Linked DNA regions of Gossypium arboreum: region 1 is linked to region 2. The links are chromatin contacts, called in public Hi-C maps. All regions are on one chromosome and are shown on one strand. Each heading gives the region's core, a stretch centred on a gene start, on an enhancer-like site or on the middle of the called end of the contact. The rest is flanking DNA. Distances are from core to core; before and after follow the strand shown.

The links. Hi-C and Micro-C count contacts between places; a contact is called where the count stands out from the background.
Region 1: a Hi-C map of leaf shows a contact between it and region 2, with 1.7 times the contacts expected there. The contact joins two enhancer-like sites.

Annotation. Positions count from the first base shown.
Region 1 is chr7:11,581,413-11,585,730 of ASM2569848v2, forward strand. No RefSeq gene overlaps it. Among protein-coding and RNA genes, the nearest start is that of LOC128295473, 26 kb to the left of the region's middle. Within about 2 kb of position 2,124, at least 1 of the 2 cell types and tissues checked has an H3K27ac peak or open chromatin away from gene starts, as enhancers often do. A contact at or near this core is called in leaf, where this site is marked.
Region 2 is chr7:11,460,748-11,464,912 of ASM2569848v2, forward strand. It overlaps the pseudogene LOC128295763. Among protein-coding and RNA genes, the nearest start is that of LOC128295390, 11 kb to the right of the region's middle. Within about 2 kb of position 1,579, at least 1 of the 2 cell types and tissues checked has an H3K27ac peak or open chromatin away from gene starts, as enhancers often do. A contact at or near this core is called in leaf, where this site is marked.

The DNA.
Region 1 (4,318 bases), core at 874-3,373, 120 kb after region 2:
TTTGATGAAAATTTTATGCTCAGAGTCTCTTGAAAATTCTTAAAGTGATCAAGAACAATTTTATCTTGCTTACGGACTTGCAAGGTCAAGAAAACTCGAATAATCATCAAAGAGTTTCGAGAATAGAAGAAAAGATATAAGAAGAATAAGCTCAGGAGAGATATTGCCATGGACTTCATAACATGAAATCTACTTTTCTTGAGCTAGGATGTTGATGACCTGGCGGACGAACTGCGATGGTCAGGTCCATGATCAAGGGTGGCAATGGGCGTCGTTGAGCCATTGATAGGAGCTTATGGCTCGGAAAGCCAATGAAGAAGGGTTAAGACTTTTTGGACTGGTCAGTAGAAAATGGCTATGGAGGAAGTGGAAACAGAGCCATGAAAGATGAGAAAAAGCTCCTTAAACTTATCTATTTATATACAGTCTCAGTCTTGTGTGCCATAAGTTTATCAAAGTAATACGAAGGGATTTGGTTGATGTGTCGTTTTCTGTGCTTGTTTTGTTAGTAAATGCTTCCTTTTCTCTCTTCTTAATTTCTTTGAAATTAAAGAATGTTTTTTTACTTTAAAAAAATAAATGTTTTGCAACTTTTCAATTTTCAAACTTATATTAAATTAAAATATTATCGTTACAAGTTTTTGACAAATATCGTTTAATGAGAAATGGTAGTAGAAAATAGAAATATTTTATACTTAATCTCCTATTCCTACTTCCTTAGAAGCTTGGGTATTTTTCCATCTAGGTTTAATATCATGAGATTTTTTTATAAAGCCATGTATCAAGACAAAGTGAGCAAATATATTGCTAAAATAGAGAATTAAAATCTAAGTAAATCTTGAGATACCCTTTGATCTTCTTATGAAAAGGAAAAGCTAGAAAAATCTTAAATTGAAATTTGATAGTGCATCCAAATTCATTTAATTTTTTAGCAATAAATAAAAGTGAGTTTGGGACTTTAAATTATCACTTTTCATAGAAATAATATAGGATATTAATATTACAAGTTAGATTGTATTTTATTTTCTGTACTCATGAAATTAAAAATTATTTTTATACATTAAAAAAATAAATTGATCATTTTGTTAAAAATTACATCCATTTCTATGTTAAAATCATAAAGTGTACATAACATGTTACATATTACTATTTAATTATTCTACCAATCATATTGAATTTTAAAATAAATAAAAATTTTAATTAAAATATTTAATTTATTATTTAATCTAATATATAAAAATTAATTTAACGGTTTTAATTTTAATTATAAAAGATTAACGTTAGAACAAGGAATTTTATCTAACCCATAGATAGGGTTTTATTTTCTCAAAACCCATAGATAGGTTTACGTACCTACCAAACACTATAAAATATTTTTCTCCAATAGGGCAGAAAAGAAAAGGAAATAACAAAAAAACAAGACCCTAGGCCTAAGAGGGTTAGATACAAATGCCAAATGGGAGAGTAGCAGCAATGTACCACATAGTTTGACCATCCGTTTTGTCCCTCTCTTTGCACTTCCCAAACTCATATAAAGAAAAAAGCAATAGCAAAAGCTACTGTAATTCCCTAATTCCCATGTCTTATAGTATGTATGTATGTATTAACTGCGGCAGTCTCAGAACGGAGAGGTTTTTGCATTGTTAGGTCAATCTCAAATGGTCCCCCCCTCTTATTTATTATTTATACTACGTGCCACATGCCTTCTCTAATTACATTTAAGGGGCCACCCATGGCATTGGCAGTGCAGTACAGTGCATCGCAGTGCAGTGCAGAGCAGGGATATCTAAATCTTTAGTCAAAAAATATAATTCGGCCTCCATACATGCACTACAACTAATGCCATGGTCCAGCAGGAATGTCATGATTAGAACTACTAAGTCTTTATTCAAATCCAAATCAGATCAGGACTTAAAAATTATTTTTATCAGTAAATAATGATTTGGATGTCTAAATAAAACCTCAAATAACAAATTTAAATATTTAAAAAATAATATTTATTTTTACCATGAATAATAAATGTGATATCCAAATACACAAAGGCGCATTGAATGGTGTGAGGAATGCCTTGAGTTTCTGAAATAAGCACGTCGTGGTTGTAATGGTTTTGCATGCATTTGATTGAGCTGAGACACAGAGAGAAAGGAGAAAAGCCACCTACCAACCCCATCTGAACCTATTTATGAATAGTCATCATTACCTTCCATTGCCTTCTCACCTCACTCATTTATTACTTTCTGCAAATGCCCCTTCACTTCACGTTCTTTTTATTTCACTATTACTATTTTTAAAATAAAAATTACATAATCCTTGAATTTACCTTCCTAAAAATCTTCAATTGGTTGATGGAAATTGTGAGATGGGGAAATCTTTCGTTTTCAATCTGCAAAACAGCCCAGAAATTAGCAGAGCAGGCAAAGTGTCTCAAATAGCTAAAGACAGGCAACATGAACCCTTTTTTGTCATCAACAATTTGTATGCATCTATATATAAATTGCTCTGTTAAATATAAGGTCATACTGTTTGTCTCCTATCTTATATTGGGAAATGAGATTTCACTCCTCACAATTCATTCAAACACCTAAGGTATTTGTATTCATCTTTTATTATGTTTTTCTATAATTAATATTCGTACATTATTTTAGATTTGTGGATATCTTGCAAATTGAGTATTAGCTTATTGTTAATACAAGAGGGCGTAGGTTCAAGTGCGTTCAAATAAAGGTGAGCAAAATTTGATTTGATTCGAAAAATTTGATAAAAATTTTAAATTTTAAATTAAATAGTTCGAATTATTTAAGTTAATCAAGTTATTCGAATCAACTTGTTGGAACATTTTCAAATATTTATAGTGTTCCAATAACTATAAATGAATAGGTGTAATTAATCAAAAGATTATATTATTTGATTTTTGAAAAAGAATTATAACTATTTAAATAATTTTATTTGAATAATTATAATTAAATGAATAATTTTAAATACATTATTATTCGAAAGACACCTATTGATGAAAGATGTCTCTATGAAGAGACATGAAAATTCCTATAAATAGGAATGAGATTTCATTTGGAAATCATACCATCAAACTCTAAGATTCTTTCTTTCCTTCCTTCGTTTTCTAATATTATTAGATTATTCTATAAAGTATTACTGCAAAAATTCTGTATAGAAATTGAGTTACTTGTCATATATTGCTCAGTGTGTAGTGGACTATTCTCGTCAGTGCAAAACGCAAATAGTCATTGGCTTCATTGTATCCTCGAGGTTAATTTGCTTGGAACTCGTTTGCACACCGAAGATAGGTGGGGGCGAATATAACCTTAAAGATAGTGGCTTAATACACGCATTGGAGCCTTGTCCTATTTCTTCTTTTATTCGAGTTCTGTTCGTCTGTTCGAGATTTTCCTCACCGAAGTTTTGTACTAACAATTTTAAGGTTATAATTCATGATGTCTACCACAACTTATGAAAGTGGAACACTAAGGGAGTTGGCTTCCAATTTTGTCAGACTTGATCGGTTTGATGGTGGCAATTTTAGATGATGGTAGAAAAAGATGCACTTCCTATTATCAACTTTGAATATTGCTTATGTTTTGGATACTCCAAGACCTGACGAGACTGAAAAAGAATCTGTTGCTGCAACCCGAGAAAGACAAAAATGGGACAATACTGATTACATGTGCATGGGCCACATATTGAATGGTTTATCTGATGGTTTGTCCGACACCTACCAAAACGAGGTCACCGCTAAAGAATTATGGGACAAATTAGAAACAAGATACATGATCGAGGATGTTGCAAGTAAGAAATTTCTTGTCAGTTGTTTCAATAATTATCAAATGGTTTATGGTCATTCTGTTATGGAACAATTCGGTGATATTGAAAAGATGCTGAATCAATTCAAGCAATATGATATGAAAATAGATGAAATGATTGTTGTATCTTCTACAATAGACAAACTTCCTCCATCTTGGAAAGACTTTAAAAGAAGTCTAAAATATAATAAAGAGGAAATATCTCTTGAGGCTTTGGCAAATCATCTTCGTATTAAAGAAGAATATCGAAAGCAAGATCAGAATCTAAATTCTGAAAACGCCAAAGTGCATGTTACGGAGGAAGTACAGACTACTAAACCATTCAAGAGAAAGTTCAAACAGACTGATAGAGCACCTAAGTTCAAAAAGAAACAAAAGGGCTCATGCTATCATTGTGGTAAGCCAGGAAATTTCAAGAATGAATGTCGATTTTTAAAGAAGAAATCATCTTCTAAGGCTGATAATAACGAAAAGTTCGTTGCAATGATATCTGAAATTAATAT
Region 2 (4,165 bases), core at 329-2,828:
ATCTCCTCCTAACAACTTTGCATGGACTCTCTTCACTGTTGTTTCCGTTTGGCCCCCTCATGCGCTTCCTCTTATGCTTAAACCGTCCCATGCAGTCACGTATAAGCTTATGACTTCTTTTTTCCACAGGTGAAGTCGATATCAAGCCTTCTTCACCCCCCTTCTCATTTCCTTTCTGGGCAGACTGCCCACTTTCATCCCTTGAATTTGTTTGACTTTCCTCCTTGTCCTCGTTCGCAGTGATTGTTATCTTAACTATTTCCACCCCATTTCTCCTCATGTTCCTCTCCTGGTTCGGGTTCACAAAAGGGGCCCTCATCCAACTTCCATACTGGGCATTTAAGTCATTTATCCCAGCACCCTCCCTATTGTCTTTACAATTTTTAGAAGTGTGTCCTATCAACCCACACACGTAACAAAAGTCGGGGAGCCTCTCATACTTTATAACCCCTATCGTTTCCCCACCATATCTGCTCGCTAACTTCACAATCCTCCTCAATGGTTTTGAAATATTGATTTTGACTTTTAGTCTCATGAATTCTGTCCACGCACCATTTCTGTCCTTCCAATCTATCGCCACCAGCTCACCTATGGCGTTCCCCACTTCCACTGCCAGTTGGCGATCCATGAGTTCAATAGGGATATTGTAGACTCTTAACCAAAAAGGCGACAACCCAAACTCATAAGAAGCTATGTTCTTTCCCTTCACAAATGGTACCATTGAGAATAAGCATTTGTCGAATAACCAAGGCATAAGATTGAGAATTCGGCTTCGATCCTCCAAGCATCCGAACTTGACTATGACAGCCCCTTCTTGTAATGCAACAAAGTCCACCTCTTCTTTTGTATACCAAAGAGACTTAAACACCCTATACATCGCTTCTCTGTTCGGATGCTCTGTCGCCATAATCTTGCCCACAGCCCATGACTCGAAACCTTTGACGTTTTTTCCATCATTTGTTCTCATAATTTGAACCGATTCTTCTTCAGAGAACTTCAACTTTCCCAGGAGCACATTTATCTCATCCGTTGATATTGTCGTATCACTATCTGGCCTTTCCTCCATAAGACAACCGAGAAGAAAACGCAACCACTAAAGGCCAGAAAGAAGAGAAAACAGACCCCGAGACCAAAAACCCTCGAGACAGCAGAACCTAGCAGACCACAATAAGACAAAAAGAAAACGAGATACAAGAAACGCAGCAAACTAATCTAACAAAGACGAAAAGAGAAGCTTTAAAACTTGCGAAAGAGAAAAAAAAACAAAAGCAGAGGCAACCACACGAAACCAGATAAAGCAAAAGATTAAAAAGATGCAAATAGACTGCATCTACTCCACAAGAATCAGCCCAGGTGAAAGAAAATAATTCCCATCAAGCAACCCACAGGAAACTACTTTGGAGATGAGAAAGACGAAGCACACAGAAGCGTCGAAAATAAAATTGAACAAATAACGTGCCAAGAAAATCGTACATGCATGCAGAGCAAAACAAAAAGACAAAAGGGTTTGAAAGAAACCCTTAATCCATGCAGAAACAATGAACCAAGAAACGTAGAAAAGTCAGCGGCACTGCCACTTTTCACAGCCACCGTGGGGCCCGCCTCAAAACTTTTAGCGATTTATCCCAAATACAGCATGCACTTCGCACGTAAACATTGAAAAGCGTACCCAACATACCAAGAACTGAAAAAAATAGTAAAAAAAAGGAAAAAAATCACCGTGAATAATCGATCAAATCGCACTGCAAGAAACGTCTTGTCCAGCGTTAATCAAAATCAGATCCTTCCGCATCAAAAACAAAATCACCGAACAGTAACAAAAATCAAAACAAAGACCAACAATATAAGGCCACGCCACACAACTCAGCACCCCCCTAACCCTCCATACTGCCACAATATTCAAAAGAATACAGGCAGACCCACGAACTAAAAAAAAAAAAAAAAAAGAAATCGCCCAAATCTTGCTACCAGGCGACATTCATGTGTCTGAAACAGGGACACTTTATGGTGCCGACGCTTCTGCACCAACGGGGGCCCAAAATTAGCTTTGGTGCTCGACCCTCCCGCATATCCGATGCACCAAGGTGCCGATGCTACCCGATGCTCGACACATCAAAAGGGCGGTGGTGCGGATGGCCTCAAGACCACTGGATGGCACACGCTGCCGATAGTGTACGAGGCTACCGCGGGGCCAAAGGTGTTGGGGGCTCTTGTTGCAAAAGGGGAGGGATAGGGACGATTCATTCATTGTTGGGTACCGGACATGCAACTGTATCCGAATCCTACCTTTGGGACGATTCATTCATTATTGGGTACCGAACATGTAACGGTATCCGAATTCTACCTTTTAGGATTGGGGAGGGACTCGTTGCGCCGTTTGTGTATCCCGGGATGGCTCGCCGGATCATCGCCGGGATGGATCGTCGGAGCACCGCCGGGAACCTAACCGGTGGTGGGGGGGCACCGACGTCCGGGCATGCGATGGGCATGGGCAGTGCCCTGGATAACCCCTGGCTGCTCAATATCACCTCCCCCCTAAAGAGCTAAAAAAACTTGGTCAATGTGCTACCAGTCGACATTCATGTGTCTGAAACAGGGACAGGTTTCAGATGTCTGAAACAGGGACACTTTTTTCAGCCCAACGCTCCCGCAGATCCGAGGCACCAAGGTGCCGATGTTTGCCCGATGACCCTCACCACGGGATGGCCTACGTTGCGGATGTTGCCCGAGGCTCCCGTACATGCCTGAAATGGGGGCAAGTTTTTTTTTACGCCACTTACACTTAGTATTTTTAATTGAAAATTTTTTCTGTTGGCCCAAAATAAATACAAGAAGCCGAATGAAATATGGCATGATGGCACGGTAGATAATTGAACACGTGCCCGGGCCGCCAACAGTTGGGAGCTCGCACTCTCACCACCACGGCCCCCGTTGTGCCATGTTTCCCGGGGGGCGGCACGGCCAAGTGTTTAACTAACTCCTTACACTAAGTCCCCCACTTGGGGACCCCAAGGTCGGGACATGCAAAAGAACAAGGGTGGATCGGAAGGGAGATGGGGGAGGGACGAATCGAAGTGACAAAGGGTCAATCTCGGTGGATCGTGGCAAGAAGGCCACTCGCCACTTACAATACCCCGTCACAGATTTAAGTCGCCCGCAAAGGATTCTAACCGCCGCTGGGAATTACGCCCAAGGAGGCGCCATGACTTGTCCACCGCATGATCATTGCACCTACGACCGCGTGCCTTAGGGGCCAAAGGCCCCTCTTGCGGGTCGGCAATAGGGCGACGGGCGCGTCGTCGCTTTCTGGCCCTGGATTCGACTTAGAGGCGTTCAACATAATCCAACAGATGGTAGCCGCACCATCGGCTTTTCAACCAAGCGCGATGACCAATTGTGGGAATCAACGGTTCCTCTCGTACTAGGTTGAATTACTATTACGACCACGACCATCAAGAGGGTAAAACTAACCCGTCTCACGACGGTCTAAACCCACTCACGTTCCCTCTTGGTGGGTGAACAATCCAACACTTGGTGAATTACGCTTCACAATGATAGGAAGAGCCGACATCGAAGGATCAAAAGCAACGTCGCTATGAACGCTATCGCCACAAGCCGCTTATCCTGTGGTAACTTTTCTAACACCTCTAGCTTCAAATTCAAGGTCTAAAGGATCGATAGGCCACGCTTTCACGGTTCAGATTCGATCGAAATCGAAATCAAACGAGCTTTTACCCTTTTGTTCCACAGATTTACATTCTCGTTGAGCTCATCTTAGAACACCTGCATTATCTTTTAACAAATGTGCCGCCTCACCAAACTCCCCACCGACAATGTCTACCCCTGGTCCAAAAGAGGGCCGTCCCGCCTCCGATTCATGGAATAAGTAAAATAACGTTAAAAGTAGTGGTATTTCAATTTCGCACGAGAGCTCCCACTTATCCTACACCTCTCAAGTCATTTCACAAAGTCGACTAGAGTCAAGCTCAACAGGTCTTCTTTCCTCACGATTACGCCAAGCCCGTTCCTTGGCTATGGTTTCACTGGATAGTAGATGTGACGGTGGGAATCTCGTTAATCCATTCATGCGCGTCACTAATTAGATGACGAGGCATTTGGCTACCTTAAGAGAGTCATAGTTACTCCGCCGCTTACCCGCGCTTGG